Linked DNA regions of Sus scrofa: region 2 is linked to region 1. A link is a contact called in public Hi-C data. All regions are on one chromosome and are shown on one strand. The core of a region is the stretch at or near the end of the contact, and the rest is flanking DNA. Distances in the headings are between cores, read along the strand shown.

Evidence for each region. A called contact is a pair of places that touch in the nucleus more often than the background predicts.
Region 2: a Hi-C map of mesenteric adipose tissue shows a contact between it and region 1, with 1.5 times the contacts expected there. The contact joins the promoter of BAZ2A here to the enhancer-like site in region 1. A contact is called at or near these places in 2 of 5 promoter capture datasets (fetal skeletal muscle and liver), 6 of 47 Hi-C or Micro-C datasets (adipocytes, heart right ventricle, liver and 2 more) and 2 of 2 datasets of contacts at active chromatin or transcription factors (alveolar macrophages and skeletal muscle).

The regions. Positions count from the first base shown.
Region 1 is chr5:21,872,343-21,877,549 of Sscrofa11.1, reverse strand. The region is part of intron 4 of RBMS2 (RNA-binding motif, single-stranded-interacting protein 2); the gene reads right to left. Among named protein-coding and RNA genes, the nearest start is that of GLS2, 55 kb to the right of the region's middle. Within about 2 kb of position 2,194, at least 10 of the 83 cell types and tissues checked have an H3K27ac peak or open chromatin away from gene starts, as enhancers often do. A contact at or near this core is called in mesenteric adipose tissue, where this site is marked.
Region 2 is chr5:21,979,404-21,984,340 of Sscrofa11.1, reverse strand. It overlaps BAZ2A (bromodomain adjacent to zinc finger domain protein 2A), which reads left to right and starts at 1,308. Exons shown (of 29, transcript XM_001927752.7): 1 at 1,308-1,507. The coding sequence starts at 1,504.

The DNA.
Region 1 (5,207 bases), core at 945-3,444:
CCTAGCCTGGGAACCTCCATATGCCGTGGATCGGCCCAAGAAATAGCAAAAGACCAAAAACAACTTTACTGAGATATAATTTACACACCATGTAATTAACCCATTAAAGTATAAATTCAGTGGTATTTGGATCACAGAGTTATGCAACCATCACCACAATCAATTTTAGAACATTTTCATTACCACACAAAGAAACCCAAAACTCATTACTAGTCACTCTTCCTTTCCCCCCAGTCATCCTCTTCCACTCCAGCCCTAGGCAACTACTGCTTTCTGTCTCTCTGGATTTGCCAATTCTAGACATTTCATATAAACAGAAGCATGAAATACAGATGACCCTTGAAAGACATGGGTTTGAACTGTACAGATCCACTAACATGTGGATTTTTTTTCAATAGTACAGCACACTATAGTACAGCACAGTCTGCTGTTGGGTTGAAGCCAAGGATGCAGAAGAATCATGGATAGGGAGGAGCCAAATACACAAAGGATCAACTACAGCTGATACATGGATGTTCAACTGCAGAGGTCTGGTATCCATAGGCCCCACATTGCTCAAGAGTCAAATGTATGTGATCTTTTGTGAGCGGCTTCTTTCGCTAGCATAATGTTTTCAAGGTTCATCTATTTTGTAAAAGGTATCAGTACCCTATTCCTTTTTTTTTTTGGCTACACCTGTGGCACTTGTAAATTCCCAGGCCAAGCATCAAATCCAAGCCACAGCAGTGACAACACTGAATCCCCAACTGCTAGGCCACCAGGGAACTCCTGTATTCTATCACTTTTTATTGCTGAATAAAATTCCAAAATTCCATTGAAAGGATATAAATAATATTTTATTTATCTGCTCATCAGTTGATGGATATTTGTGCTTTTCCCCTTTTTGGCTATTGTGAATAATGTTGCTATGAACAATAATGTATAGGTTTTTGTGTAGACATACATTTTAATTTCTCTTGAGTATATACAGAGTGGGTTTAACTTTTTGAGGAACTGTCAAACTGTTTTCCAAAGTAGCTGCATCATTTTACATCCCAATCAGCACTGTTTGAGGGTCCAATTATTTCACGTTATTATCTGTGTTTCTGATTATAGCCATCCTTGTGGGTGTGAAGTGGTACCTCACTGGGGTTTTGATTTCCTTGATAGCTAATGATGCTAAACATTTTTTCACAGCTATTTGTAGATTTCTTTGGAGAAATATCTACTGAGATATATTGCTCAATTTTTATATTGGGTTCTGCTCTTCATCTTAAATTTCTTAAAAGTTTAGTCTATATACACCATCTATACTTCCTTACCTTCTTTCACTCATCAACCCACTCCAACCTTGCTTCTGTTCCCCACTCTGAAATTGCTTGTCAAAGTCATCAACCACCTCCACACTGACAGAATCAAAGACTATTCATCAACTTTCACCTTCCAGGATAAAATCCTGTGGTTGGCACATCTGTACTTTTGTGTGTGTGTGTATGTGTGTGCTTTTCAGGGCCACATCCATGGCACACGGAGGTGCCCAGGCTAGGGGTCTAATCAGAACTACAGCTGCCAGCCACAGCCACAGCAAAGCCAGATCCAAGCTGCTTCTGCAACATACACCACAGCTCACGGCAAAGCCGAATCTGTAACCCACTGAGCAAGGCCAGGGATCAAACCCACAACCTTAAGGTTCCTAGTCAGATTCAGTTCTGCTGTGCCACGACAGGAACTCCTGGCACATATGCATTTTAATTCCAACTGACTTTTTTTTTTGTTTTTGTCTTTTTAGGGCCGCACCCGTGGCACATGGAGATTCCCAGGCTAGGGGTCAAATCGGAGCTGTTGCTGCTGACCTATGTGACAGCCACAGCAACGCCAGATCTGAGCCATGTCTGCAACCTACACCATAGCTCACGGCAACACCAGATCCTTAACCCACTGAGTGAGGTCAGGGATCGAACCCACAACCTCATGGTTCCTAGTTGGATTCATTTCCACTGCGCTATGATGGGAACGCCTGACTTCTTATTCTAATTTATACTTTCCTCTATTTTTCCTTTGTCCTGTTTCTTTTCTATATTTTCCTACTTTAGAACATATTTTCTTATGAGATGATAAATGTAAACCAAAAACCAAAGGGTATATCCAGAGAGCTGCAGGTAACACAACTGGCTAGAACTGAGTGAATGTAATGAAATTATGCTAGGGAAAGATAAGGAAAGGCTAGATAAACAGTGGGTATTAGGCTAAGGACTTGGACTTTGTTTAGCAAGCAGTGGCTTGAGGTGGGATTTCACTTCCCAGACTGGGGACTGAATGGGATTGCAGCAGTGAAAGCACCAAGTCTTAACCACTAGACCACCAGGGAACTCATGCATTAAAGCTTTTTCTACAAGAAATGCTTAGCACTAGACTGCTGGAATGTTGGGAGATTATTCTGGTAGAAGGTATACAATTACCTGAGGGCAAGGGATAGGCAGTGGAAAAACAGGAGGCAAGGAGATCATTCAGGATGTCTGTTACTGTAGTAATGAGGGCAGAAGTTAGTGTAGTAGAGCTAAACAAGAAAGAAGGAATCAGAGGAAAGACATCACTATTAAACTTTAACTGAGTTAACTAAATCTCTGATAACAGAATTATTAGCTGCCCCCAGTCAACAGATATTAAACTTTCAAAATTTTATTAATTTTAATGGAAACTAGATGAATTTTGTATAGTAAAAACACAAAAATTCTCTGTTAGAAGTATAAACCATTGCTTCCCCTTTTCTCCTCTAAAGTAAACACTTCTGAAAATTCTGGGTAATTCGAGCTTTTTAAAGAGTGAAGATCTGGCAATGCCCACCAGTCAGTTCTACTCTCATCACTGCCTCCTCCCCACCCCCAACAGACATGCTAAGATCAAGAAGAAAGAGAAATTTATGCAAAGTAGGTTGGGGAAGGCAAAATATACCAGTTAAACACAGTCTCTTTTCTTTTTTTCCAAAGGGAATGGTTGTTGATGCTCTGAGGAGTTAAATTATAATAACACATGCCAGGAAGATGATGTCAGGGAAGGCGTGGTTAGGCTCTTTACAAGTCTAAAATTCCTTTAGTCCCAAACACTTCCTCTTTCAATTTTACCTATACTCAAGTCTCTGTACTGAGGTAACTCTTTCAAAAGGTGAAAAAACAGTGTTGAGACCTCTGACCTTTTTATCTCCAGTCTTTTTTTTTTTTTTTTTTTTTTAAGAACCAGGAAAAACTGAAGGCCAATAAAACAGATTATTACTAAAATGTACCACATTATTTTGCAGAATCTCTCTTTGAAATCCACATTTTCCCCCTTCTGTGACTATTTTATTTCCAAAGATAGGAGTGGGTATTCAACACTACATCCTGAGAAAGAAAGTGCTTTTACGACGTATTATACATTTGTTGATTGTATGCCTATATTTGCCATGGCCAGAAAAGAATAAGAAAATTACAATTGTCATGGGCTCCCCAGAAACAACTTCCTTAATAAATAAAGTACACAAGTATGTTTCAAAATAAAACAATGAATTTTTTTTTTGGCTGCACACATTGCATATAGAAGTTCCCAGGCCAGGCATAGAATCAGAGCTGCAGCTGTGCCATGCTGGGCTGAGGATCCAACCTGCACCTCAGCAGCAACCTGAGCCACTGCAGAGACAACACCAGGTCCTTAACCCACTGTACCACAGCAGGAGCTCCAAAACAATCTTACTTCTTAAAGACAAGTAAATAAAAAGTCACAATAGTGTTGTATAAATAGCTTTTCAAACTGAGCTCACTGGAATTATTTTTATTCCACCAGCCAGAAGTGATGACTACAGTAAATTATGATGTAAAGGAATTCCCACTGTGGCATAGCAGGATAAGGATCCAGTGTTGTCTCTGCAGCAGCAAAGGTTCAATCCCTGGCCTGGCACAGTGATTTAAGAATCCGGCACTGCTACAGCTGCATGCCACAGCTCATCCAAGTTGAGGCTTGGATTCAATCCCTGGCCTGGAAACTTCCATACGTCCCAGGTGCGGCCAGTAAAGAAAAAAAAATTTGTGATGTAAAAATGCTCTTTTAAAGAAAGAGATCTCTAAAAATCTATTATTTCCAGACTTTGGTATAACATAATAATGGGCAATAAAAGCAGATATTTATAATTTGTACTTTTTCAGAAGTTTAGGATTTTATTGTTCTTTATTTCAGGGTTTGTTTTTTTTGTTTTGTTTTACTTTTCTTTTTCTTTTTTGGTCACCTGGCAGTATATGGAGTTCCTGAGCCAGGGATCAGATCAAAGATATAGTTGGGACCTACACCACAGTTGTGGCAATGCTGGATCCTTTAACCCACTGTGTTGGGCTGAGGATTAAACCTGCAACCTGGTGCTGCAGAGATGCCATCAATCCCACTGCACAGTGGGAACTCCTATTTCAGTTTTTCAGGTGTTCTGGACAGGCCCAAGAACTTTTCCACATAGACTTAGCCCACTTGAGAAACTGAGTCCTTAAGCCAATGACAAAATTAAAACTTTAGGAGTTCTCTTATGGAACAGCAGGCTAAAGATCCTGGAATCACTGCATTGGCTTGGGTCCCTGCTGTGTCACAGGTTCAATCCCTGGCCTGGGAACTTCCACATGCCACGTGCGCAGTCGAAAAAATAAAAAAAATAAAATTTTTTAATTAAACTTTACCTTGTCATAGAAAAATATCTGGTAGAATAGACAGACCAAATTGCTACCAGTTAATCTTTTCCTTAAGGGGTGGGATTTAGGTAAAAAACCTTAGGACATGAAAGGAAGACTTGATTTTTCATTTTATACACCTCTTTAGTCTTAATTTTAAAAAAAAATGGTCATGCCTTACATTTATTATGAAAAACTAATAAAAGTTATGTAAATTTAAACTTTGGCATAAAAATTGTCAAATTACACAAGCAGATTCATCCAAAACATTCTTCCCAAAAAAGGAATGAATACATTAGCTGTACATGTCAACAAAAAGACAAAGAACAATGTAGTAATGATTTAGTTTAAATGTACCCAAAACTCACAAACTATGTATATTTGTACACTAGGAGTCATAGACACAGTCACAAAGAGATGTCATCATAACACTGACCTGTAAGAGCCCAAAGAATACCAGACAAATACGCTAGTAAACATCTATCTACCCTCTACCTCAGGTATCCTGATGAGCTTCTCAATCGCAAGTTACCAGAAAGAGGTGTG
Region 2 (4,937 bases), core at 59-2,558, 110 kb before region 1:
CTGATCCCTGGCCCAAAACTCTATGCTAAATAAAAAGGTTTTTTTCAGAAAAGCACACTGGGAAAAGTGGGTTGGGTGGTTTAAAAATAAGTGCTACTCTAAGAGAAGTAAGGGGTTAATCAGTGTTTTGAAGGATTAATACTGATCTGTGCAAAATTTGAGTCAACCCACCACCGCCCCACCATTGCCACGGTTTTGTTTTTTTTCATCATGTATTTTGGGCAAGACTTGTATGTGGTTCCTTGAGGCAGTGCAGGGTTTAAAGTGCCATTAGCCCTATTCTAAGATCCCTAAAAATTGAAATCTGTTACAGAGGAATAGTAATTTGCAGGGTTGCTGGGCTTGGGGTTTCTCAGCTAAATAGTGGAATTAGACAATTGCCCCTTCACTTTAGCCAACCGAAAGGTGCAGGATTATAAGAATTACTCAAAGGCACACCCAGTTTCAAACAAGTACTAGGTCGGATTTGGTGCTCCTGAAATATTTTCTGGGCCCAGACCCATATCCTGCCCTCTGGTGGTAGGGCTAGAGGCTCTGCACAAACTCTCATCTCACCATTTTGAAATCCTTGAAGGCCATTTGCAGGGATGTGGTTCTTAGCTAATGACTGTTTACAAACCGGCTGGGGCTTTTGTCCTGAGGAGGAGCCTGAATCTATAAGCTCCACCCTGAGGCATTCAAGTTGATTAGGAGCCGGGTAGGACAAACATCCCAATTCAGAGGCCCCCGGGGGCTGAAGGTTGGGGAGGGGCCTTGGGAGAGGAGCCAGGGGTGGAGTAGGGGCCTCTATAAGTTTCCTCCCATCTGCCTATGACGTCCTTGGCACCAGTCTCTTCTGTGTCGTGATCTGGACGGAAGGTGGAGCCCCTGAGCTGCCTGTGCCTGGTAGTTTGCTCCCAGAAAATCCTGAATTTGGGGAAATGCTGAGTTATGGGGTGGGGGCACACATCCTCTGGGTCAAGACTGAAGTGGGGTAAGAAGCTGGTGCAGGAGCCCCCAGGGCCGGCCCTTTTTGCTCCACTTTCCCTTGTTATCCAGATGCAGACCTGGGAACTACGACCCTAAAGGTCATTTCTATCCCTCCACCCCCACATTTACATCTCTCAGCATTCATCCAGAAACTTCTTCCTCTCACTACCTGCAACTGTTTATTTCCTTCCTCCTTCATCGGTCTCTTCTTGTAGCATGCCACTGGAGTGTCAACACAGATCTAACCTTCCTCCATATTTCTCCTGGTTCTGCCCCGTCCTCACCGCCTCCTCCCTCTCCACCCAGAGAAAGCCCCGCCCTTCCCTCCTCCCTCCCCACCCCAGTCTGTCACACAGGGACATCACCCTACAGCAGTTCAGGCTGTGGTTCGCAGGAAGCATACATTGGCTTTTTGATTCGTGCTGGTTCCCAGCTCACAGTTTGGGAGGATCTAACACCAGCCTTCACGTGAAGGGGGAATCAAGGACGGTGAGGAGCTAGGTGGTCCCAGCCCTGAAGCCCAGCCAGCCTGACATGGGTAAGTATGAAGACCGGCCCCCCTCGGGGAAGGCCTGAGGGATGCCTACCTCCCTCCCTGGCTGACTCAGCAGGGGTGGGGCCTAACCTTTGCTCTTTTGAGGGGTGAAGGAGGAGACGCCAGACTATAGGGGCACAGGGCTCAGCTGATGAGGCTGCCGACCACGAACGTTGGAAAGCTCCAGCTCCAGGGAAGAACCTGAGACTGCACCTTAGGTGGGGGCTTTCCCACCTCACCCCCATTTCCCCAGCTCCTTGAGCCTCCCACTATTTTACACTCACTGCTGCTCCCCCCTAAAAAAAGTAAAGCCTACTTTTGGTCTCATTGGAAGATTTTTTAAAGGTGTATCTTCCCCCATTTTCTCCTGGGCTTTTTAAGTCCCTGTCTTCTTTCCTCCCCCACCCTGACCCACCACCAGGTGGGGGCTGCACTGAGCAGCTGCTTCCTGTTGCCCCAGAGGTTGCTGCAAGGGTGGTGGTGGTTGGGGGAAAGCTGAACTAGAATTCAGAAAGCACAATTCTCACAGTTCTACATCAGCCTCACTAGGGCTGCTGTTGGCGGTCCCCCTTGCTCCAGTCACTGAGAAGACTCAGAGAGGGAGGACTGACATTGAAAGGCCTAGGAGGCCTAGGAGGTCTTTGCTCTCGTGGCTTCCTGATTCCAGAGACTTTTAAACTTGGGCCGAGCTTGAGGAAAGAGGCTGTGTCTTTCCACCGCTGAAGAGATTGGGTCGGTGAGGAGCTGAAACAGGGAACCTGTGCACCTGGTAGGGCCGCTGTTACCCCCAGCAGGCTCGGCCTCGAGTTCCCTCTTTGGCACCTTCACTCCTCGGGAGTCCTTGTGACTCTCACTGTCTTTCATGCCCTCCTTTGTGAAGAGATCTTTGCCAGTGCCCCCGGAGCGCAGGCGGAGCTCTCCCAAGTCCTCCAGTTCGGACCCACCACCCTCCCCCACTTCACCACCCAAGTTTCTGTCTCTTCTTCCTGGGATCTGTTCTCTTCCTCCATCTGGGATCCTTCCTGGTTCTGGCCCCTAGGAGACGCCACCAGCGTCCCCTCCCCCAGAGGATTCTTCGCGACAGCCCTATCGGAGCGTTCGTCCTTACCCCAGTAGCTCCTGCCCCTTTAAGTGCTCCCCCCCCACCTCCCGCTCCGCCGCGGCCGGCCCAGGGCTGGGGGAGGAGGCGCCGCCGCCGCCCGGCTCGGCCACCTGCGCCGCCGCCGCCGCCGCCGCCGCCCGGCCCTGCTCCAGGTGAGGCCTGGCACCTACGACCGGTCCTGGAGTCCCTGGGCGGGCCGCCCCTGCGGTCCCCTTCCCCGGGATCCCCGCTGCCCTGGACGCAGGATCTGACCCTCCCCCTGCGGGAGCTGCCCTTCCTCTCTCCCCCGCACTATCTACTCACCCATTTCTCTCCTGTCCTCTGCGACCGGAATCCGGAGGCTTCTCACGCCTCTCGGCCAATCTCTCCAGGGTACCCCTCCTACTCTGGACCTAGGATCTCCCCCTCCCCCGCGTCTTCCTCGCCAGAAAAATCTCCCGCGGTCTGGGTTTCTCCTCCTCCCTCTGGAACCATCGCTTTCCCACGCCATCCTAACCTCCAATGGGAGGGGGAATAACCGCCACCCTAACTCCTTTCCGTCCCTGTATTAAAGGAGGGGGGTGGGGGGGTTATAGAGTGGAGTCACTTTCAGGCCCGGCTCCGCTGAGCCCTTCAAGTTCAACTAACTCCCATCTGAAGCTTTTCTGTAGCCCTCATCCCACCCCATCTTTAGGACTTTAGGGGTGCCCGACCGCAGCACCCCGTCAAATAGCTCAGGTGGGAAAGGCTCTCTTGGACTTGGGGCAGGCCTGCCCAACCTAGGAATGTTCCTGCCCCAGAGTCAGAGAATGGAGGTGGGGTTGCACCCAGAATCTTGTGATTCTGGGCTTAAGGGGCTTTTGGGGGATACTGGGTTAGGGGCTAGGGCTAAGTCTCTAAGGGTGTTGGGGTGGTGGGCGAAGGCCTGGGAAACCCAGCCTTCTTTATTCAGTTGCAAAAGGAGTCCTAAGGAAATTAGGGTTTTCACTGTCCTCTCCTTGAGACCACCATGGAGGATATGAAAGGAGACTGCTGCATGGGGAAGTGGGGGGAATGGGACATATACCATTTTGGAGAGAAGAGTACAGATTATGGTCCTTCTGTGTTATAAGAGAATCTGGCCTCCCCAAAATACAGAAGGGAAGGAGACTGTTTTGCATCAAACTGAGAGGGAAGGGGGACAAGTTGGAATGGTCACAGGGTTGAGGACCATCTTCCAACTAGAACCTCTTAACACCAAGAACCCTTCAGCCATTGAGGGCAAGGGAGGTCTTTAATAATTATCCCCCTCCCTCCAAGTCCAGCTAAGACCATGGCTCTGCCCCTTTTCTTCTTGTGCTGTCATTCCTCACTACCTCCAACATCAGACACTCCAGAATGAGGGGACAGGGTGTTTGAATTTGCTTCAGACTTCTGAGTCATGTTTCACAGGCTGGGAGGGAGCTGGGGGGAGGAGAGGGTGGTCAGCAGTGGTGTTTGGAGTTGAATTCCAGGAGTACCTGGACCAGGAGAGGGAGGGAGCAGAGGGATGCAAACGAATCCCCTGTCTCTCCCTTTCTGTCTCTTCCCCCTCCCAGTCCCAGCCATCTGGCTACACCACACTGTGGCAGCTGACCCCAGAGTCAGGGTGGTGCAGCAGGAACACAGGAAGGGTGAGAAAGGGGGAGCAGGTGCTAATTTCTCCCTCCCTATTCTCTTTATTACCCACCCACTGGCCTGGCTTGAGAGAGGTTCAGCGTATTCCCTAGGTACCCCTCTCACAAGTTGCTGAAAAAAATGACTATTTGCCCCTTCCTCTTTCTAGTAGCTTCCTAAAGGGAGATGAGGTGGTTGATTGGCCACATCTGATGGGATTGAGGAATGTTTGGGACATAGGGGGTGGGTCAGTCTGCCCTCTGTCGTCTGGATGGGGGAGAGGTACAGCTGCTGCTGGGGTGGCTTCTGGCAGGAAGTAAACACCCAGCTGTTGGCATACTGACACCCCACCCTCAACTTTCCTCAAAAAGCAGGGAAGACCCCTGATTAGATGGGATGGGAGATCTCATTCAAGGAGGAAGGTGATTGTAATCTTTTTGCACCAGATAGGATAGAATGGATCCTGCCCCATTTTCTTTTCTAATCCCAGGTGGCCCTCTCCTATCCAACATCCCTCTTTTTAGCAGCTCCTGGCTGGGGTAGTCCTAGGGGTTGCCCTGGAGACTAGGCCTGGGGCTCGGAAGGGGTGGGGGCAGTCAGTGGGGCACAGGAGTAACCGGCTCTTCCGGAGCGGAGTGGAGCCAGCGGGTGGGTGTGTGTGGGTGTGTGGTGGTGGGGGAAGGGGCGTGGCTACACCCGTCTGACTGGCGCAGGCTC